2 separate regions of the Triticum aestivum genome follow, and region 1 is linked to region 2. The links are chromatin contacts, called in public HiCAR-type maps. All regions are on one chromosome and are shown on one strand. The core of a region is the stretch at or near the end of the contact, and the rest is flanking DNA. Distances in the headings are between cores, read along the strand shown.

The links. HiCAR-type assays count read pairs that join an accessible place to other places.
Region 1: a contact with region 2 is called in a HiCAR-type map of leaf, with 7 times the contacts expected there. The contact joins the promoter of LOC123068748 here to the promoter of LOC123068746 in region 2. A contact is called at or near these places in 1 of 5 Hi-C or Micro-C datasets (leaf) and 1 of 1 datasets of contacts at active chromatin or transcription factors (leaf).

The regions. Positions count from the first base shown.
Region 1 is chr3B:80,884,547-80,887,855 of IWGSC CS RefSeq v2.1, forward strand. LOC123068748 (probable uridine nucleosidase 2) reads left to right here and starts at 1,636. Exons shown (of 7, transcript XM_044491377.1): 1 at 1,636-1,868; 2 at 1,968-2,083; 3 at 2,186-2,245; 4 at 2,398-2,688; 5 at 2,877-2,973. The coding sequence starts at 1,814.
Region 2 is chr3B:80,640,071-80,643,437 of IWGSC CS RefSeq v2.1, forward strand. It overlaps LOC123068746 (2-alkenal reductase (NADP(+)-dependent)), which reads left to right and starts at 2,010. Exons shown (of 1, transcript XM_044491375.1): 1 at 2,010-3,259. The coding sequence starts at 2,118. The coding sequence ends at 3,182.

The DNA of each region.
Region 1 (3,309 bases), core at 386-2,885, 240 kb after region 2:
CCCCGTGTCATGACTTGCCTGGTGGTGGTGATAAACTTGCCCGCTACAAAAAAAATCACCAGCAAAAAACGCTGAAACAGCATCTGCACGGGGTGAAGTGAGGGTTGACGGAGGACATGAACCCTCAAACTAGTTCGACCACAAAATCACACGAACCCGACGCTCACATTAACAAACATGGACGGATATGGAGATTAAGGGGGAGATTTCATGCCCAGTACCTAATCTAACCAGCGCCGCTGCCGAAAACATCGTGATCTACGGGGGAAAACCTACCTCGACCATAAAATAGACTAGCAAATCGATAGAAGCACTAGTTGCTCCTAGACAGAATACCACGAACGGGAGAAACTCCCATCGCCAGAAATGGAGAGATGAGAGCAGGGGTGGGGGTTAAAATCGCGTCAACATACATTCTCCTTCCTTCGCCACCGCACAAAACGAGGCCAGCCTCACTTCGCAACTGTCCGCCACCCTCGCGAGTCGAGCACTGCGCGGTCGCCGAGCTCACGAGCGAGAGCCGCTCCCCGCGGCCAGCGTGCCGCGGGGTAGAGCAACTCCGGCCGCCGGCCACCCACGATGCTGAACGCCTCTCGAGATAACCGATGTGTGGCGGACTACGGCGAATTTGGGCAGCAGCGAGGCTTCGATTTGGGTGAGGGAAAGGGGAAGAAGGAACCGCCCACACCGCCGAATGAGGGAGAGAGCTGTTTGCGGGAGAGGAGATAATGGCGGGCCCCACCTAGGCGAGTCGCTCCGTCTCGACCGTATTCCACCTGACCCCACCACCACGCGACGAAACGCTCGCCCTCGCCCCGATCATGTTATACCTGGGCCCGACCGCGCGGATCGCGACGGATCGGACGGCCACCGCGGCGTGTGCTCGAGTCTTCGTTTTAGTGCACGCGCACTTTTAAGAGTTTACGCATCATCAAACCGCACCGTAAGGGATTTGATGCGCTCGTCATCTTGATATGCTGGAATCTCTGGAAGCAAAGAAACGGTAGAGTGTTCTCGCACTCCAACAATGCCAACGAGTGGGGAGCCGCGGACATTATTGCTCGAGAGCTAAGGCTGTGGATAGCGGCTAGAAGGAGAGGAGTCCAACAGCTTGCCGAGTAGTTGCTTAGTGTGTGGAGTGGAGTGGAGTTGGGTTGGCTCCTGATGTGGGATTAGCCACCCGTTGTATTTCTTGTAATTAAAGCTAAGGTACACAATTTGCGTACTCTCGAAAAAAACTTTTAAGAGTTTAGGCAGACTGTTAGCATTTGAAAAAATTTACTTAGATTGTGCATGTCTGATGCGTACCCCTCTCCTAAAAAAGGTTTATACTGCTCTAAAAACAGGGAAATGATCGTGACAAGGCTGTCCATTAGAACCATGGATGGGATCTGGGCTGGGGCCCCGTGGATCTGCAACAGCCTTTTCTTTTGGATCTGGCTTGCCTGCTTCCTTTCCATGCTCCCATCCGTGCTCCCACCTCATCCAATGGCTGTTTTTTTTTTCTTTCTAATCTAATCACCTTCCCTGATTTTAAGAGGTGGGGCCGAGTTTTATTTTGTTTCAATCAAATCAAGCTATGTATGCGGAAGCACGGATGGGCACACGGAAGGGGAGCAGGCAAGTCTCATCCTTTCCTTTTGGGATATACCGTCCGGAAAGGTCAGCAGCGCCGCTATCTCTCTCTCTCTCTCTCCAAGTTGAGCTGCTTGTGAGCGAGACGTGTACATATCTTCTTCTCCACCTCGCTCGATCCGCCTGCACAACCGACGCTGCCCCGATCCCCAAGAATCCGATCCAGGGATCCACGCCCATGGCCGCCGTGACCAAGAAGAAGAAGGTCATCATCGACACCGACCCAGGGATCGGTCAGTATCCATCCCTCTCTCATGCCTCTTCTTGTTTTTCATCCATCCTAATCAATCTCGCATTGCAAACTCGCGGGGGATGGATGAACTGAACCGCAGATGACGCCATGGCCATCTTCGTCGCGCTGAGGTCGCCGGAGCTGGAGGTGGTGGGCCTCACCACCATCTTCGGCAACGTCTACACCGCCCTCGCCACCCGCAACGCGCTGCACCTCGTCGGTCCACCCCACCCCACTCCCTCCCTCGCATTTTGACTTTCAGCTCTCATGAATGGATCTTTTTTATGCTAATCGAGTCCATCTCTAGCTTGATTTCAGCTGGAGACCGCTGGGAGGACCGACATCCCCGTCGCGGAGGGTTCCCATGTAACAATCAAGGTACCCACAGTTCAATACATTCTGTATTTATGTATGTAGGAGTATGTTTGTTTGACATCTCATTCTTCAGTTAAATGTCTGACATCTCGATCGATCAAGTCTTTGCTAACTGAATCTGAATGTCTGTGTGCTCCACCATGAATAAAATTCAGAAAGCCACCAAGCTACGGATTGCCAGCTTCGTCCATGGTTCCGATGGCCTCGGCAACCAGAACTTCCCCCCGCCGGCCGGCAAGGCCGTAGAACAGTCCGCCGCCGCCTTCCTTGTCGAGCAGGCGAATCTCTACCCTGGACAGGTCACCGTCGTCGCCCTCGGCCCCCTCACCAACCTTGCGCTCGCCGTCGAGCTTGACCCTTCTTTCCCAAAGAAGATTGGGCAGATTATTATCCTGGGTGGCGCATATTCAGTTAATGGAAATGTCAACCCTGCAGCTGAGGCAAATGTGAGCCAACCCTTCTAATCAAATTCTTGTTAGATGATGTTGTCCTGTGACGCTTCCCTTCGAATTCAGAGAACAACACAGTTTATGTCACTGGCTTCTTGTTTCAGAGCATTGATTTAATAATTGCAGGCTACAATTCCAACAATTCATCATCCTGCCTTAGTTAATTGGTTATCTTCATTAAACAGATATTTGGCGATCCTGATGCGGCTGATATAGTTTTTACCTGCGGCGCGGATATTTTGGCCATCGGAATTAACATCACGCACCAAGTACTCCTTTCTGGTAATTCTCTTGCTGTCCGGAGCTGTTACTGTACCTTGTTACTTTTGAGACCTTGTTATATATCAGGGCTGAAAACAGCAACATGATACCATTTGTGATTTTCATATATAGCCTCATATATTTTTCTTTCCTCGTGATTACATGATGCCTTTTTCTTGAGTTAATCATACAGTGGTTAACAGCAACAGTGCGGACGTATGGTTAATAACATAAGGCATGAGTTCGGTTCTAGTTGTTTTTCCAACTATGCTAGCTTAGAAGATATATTTTCGAAAAATAGAGACATCCATTTTGGCACCGACTGCTTTGTTCGCTCAGAGGGATTTAAATTCAATT
Region 2 (3,367 bases), core at 760-3,259:
CACCCACGGCCTCTGCATCTGGGTAATGCATGCGGCTATTTTATTTATTATTCATAAAGACCTTACAAAGTAATACATCAGGAAGTCCGAAGCCACCGTCTAGACGACACGTATCGCTACTCCTATCCTCTTGACGAAGGAGTGCCGATTGCTTGGGCCAAATACCAAATAGACATCGCACCAAAGCCTAACATCTAAAACAGGATGCCCCATCCAAGCCACATAGGCGAGACTGGGTAACACTCCGGTCCGGCGCACTTTTAGTGAGTACCACACGCACACGCTGCAAGGACCGTCACCTCCGTCTTCCATCAGTCCATCTTCAAAGCAGATACTGACACATCGACCTTGTCAGGCCTCTCTGTCATCGACACCATCATGACACTAGACAACGTCGTCCTCTTGCGCGTGTCCATCGCCACACATCTGACACCGAGTCTCCACTGCTCTACGCCGCCGAGAACCGCACCATGAATATGTAGAAAGAAACACCGCTCCACTGAAGAAGCCATTCGCTGGTCCCTTGAGCCAGAGTGTACCTCCAAGAATGCCGCCCCCAAGGGGGTAACGACACATGATTGCGGCCGTCATCTGATCAACTGATCTAGGGTTTCCCCCAGAGGTATTGGATGGGGTTGGGAGCTTCACCTCGATGATGTCTTCATGAAGGTAATGATGATAAGGGCATCGTCATCACCGGCTCCGGCGACCGACTGAAGACCGGGTTTTCACCCGGATCCGTCCCAAGAAATCCACCCGACAACCTGTGCACTGTCTTGACCGCCTTCAAAGTCCCAGATCTAGCCGCCTAGATCCAGCGACCAACCGCAACGGCAGTGCCACCGTAGGAGCCCTGGCGCACCGGCCACTGCCTGAGTGTGCCACCACTGGAGCTTGGGAGGAGGGCTCCCGCCCCACCTCGCCAAACTGCAAGAGCCGCCGAGATGGATCCCGCGCACTCGTCACCGTCTCTGATCTGAACCAATCCCTAGCAAAAACCACTAAATCGCCGATGCAGATTCGCCTTGGACAGGGACTGCACCACGCCATGCCACCGTGGAAAGCCCGAGCTTCACCCGCCGCCACCTTCCAGGACCGCCGCCCGGGATCCAGACAGAACATCGCTGCTGCCACCGGTCATGTTCCGTCGCCGCCGACAAGCCGAGCCGCCGGCCACCGCGATCAAGGCCGCCATGACCCTGCGAGCCCACCGAGCGCCCGACGCCACCAAATCTTCCGCGAAGCCCAGCAGCTCCGCCGCCTCCACCCAGCACCACGCCGCCACCTTGCATTGTCACCAGAAGCGAACAACCGCGGCGCTACGACGTAGATCGAGGAGGAAACGCCCCGACGCCCGATCCGACGGCGGGAAGGAAGAGGGCCTCCGCCGCCGCCATCAGCCGCCCGGGGCTTCGCCTAGCGACATCCTCCCGCAGCAGCGGAGGGAGGATGCGTATGGATGTGCCCGGCGGCGGGGGTTTTCACCCGAGCCGCCCTAGCAGGGGGCGAACCGGGGGCGGATCTGGCAAAGGAACCGGTAGTTGGGTAGGGTGTGTGTGCTTTGGAGGGATTAGTCACTTTAGCATGTGCGTGTTGTGCCAATCAGACACTTTGACGCAAAAACCAATACGCAATTTCACTCTGGGCCGCGGCCGCCTGCCGCTTCAATTATCTATCGACACTGCCGCGTCGCCCTCGGGTAAGATGGTGGTGGTGAGGTCACTGTCGCCGATCTCGCAGCAACGAGAGGCTGGAAGTCGATCTTTCTATATGCGTCGTGCGCTGCAGGCCAGCCAAATTTATTGGCACGCGAACGGGAAAAGGAACTGTTAAAATATCTGTAAATACCATGCAGAGTGCAGCTTCAATTATTGGCACGTGACGCCCGTGGGGAAGCGACGGACCGACCGGAACAAATGGGCGGACCAGCACCGCCCACCGCAGCGCCCTGGAGCTGGACCACCACGCGCCATCATCGCCCTCGCCATCCATCCATCCCATCCATCATCCCCGGCAGGCATCATATTAATATATCCACTCCAAGCAAAATAAAATAATATCCAAAGCAAGCCTCTATTCGCTCCAGATCGTAGTCTTGCAGTCCACCCACGGCGGCGATGGCGGAGCTCAAGAGCCGGCGGGTGATCCTCAAGGACTACGTGGAGGGCTACCCCACGGAGGCGCACATGGAAGTGCTCCCCGCCGCGGCCGTCGACGAGGCCGCGGCCGCGGAGGAGGGGTCGGTGCTGGTCAAGAACCTGTACCTCTCCTGCGACCCCTACATGCGCCCCAAGATGTCCCGCCCGCTGCACCAGTCCTACACCGCCGCCTTCGTCCCGGGCGCCGCCATCACCGGCTACGGCGTGTCCGAGGTGGTCCGCTCCTCGCGGCCCGGGCTCGCCGCCGGCGACCTCGTCTGGGGCATGACAGGCTGGGAGGACTACAGCATCATCAAGCCGCCATTCACGGCTATACTCACCAAGATCCAGCCCGACGACGGCGTGCCGCTGTCCTACTACACGGGCATCCTGGGCATGCCGGGGCTCACGGCCTACGTCGGCTTCCACCACATCTGCTCCCCCAAGGCGGGGGAGACGGTGTACGTCTCCGCAGCCTCCGGCGCCGTCGGGCAGCTGGTGGGCCAGTTCGCCAGGCTCCTGGGCTGCCACGTCGTCGGCAGCGCCGGGTCCAAGGAGAAGGTGGACCTGCTCATCAACAAGTTCGGCTTCCACGACGCCTTCAACTACAAGGAGGAGGGCGGCGACCTCGCCGGCGCGCTCAAGAAGCGCTTCCCCGACGGCATCGACGTCTACTTCGAGAACGTCGGCGGCAAGATGCTCGAGGCCGTGCTGCTCAACATGAAGGTGCACGGCCGCATCGCCGTCTGCGGCCTCATCTCGCAGTACAACCTCACCGCCGGCGAGAAGGAGGCCGACGTCGGCGTGCGCAACCTCACCTCCCTCGTCTCCAAGCGCATCCGCATGCAGGGCTTCATCGAGCCCGACCACAAGCACCTCTACCCCGAGTACATGGCGTGGGTGCTCCCGCACATCAAGGAGGGCAGGGTCGTCTACGTGGAGGACGTCGCCGACGGGCTCGACGCCGCGCCCGCAGCGCTCATCGGCCTCTACCACGGCCGCAACGTCGGCAAGCAGGTCGTCAGGCTCACCGCACCCGAGTGACTCACACACTGTACTGTAGTAGCAGATCAACCGCGCGTCAACCATCAAGAATAAAACAAAATCTATTCCCATCGCAATCGCAATCGCATCTTTTTTCAGAGGAATATAAGACTGTTTATTATTGTCACATAATTGACATATCGTTTATATACAATTGAGAAACAAAATAGCGATTGAGCTCTCCC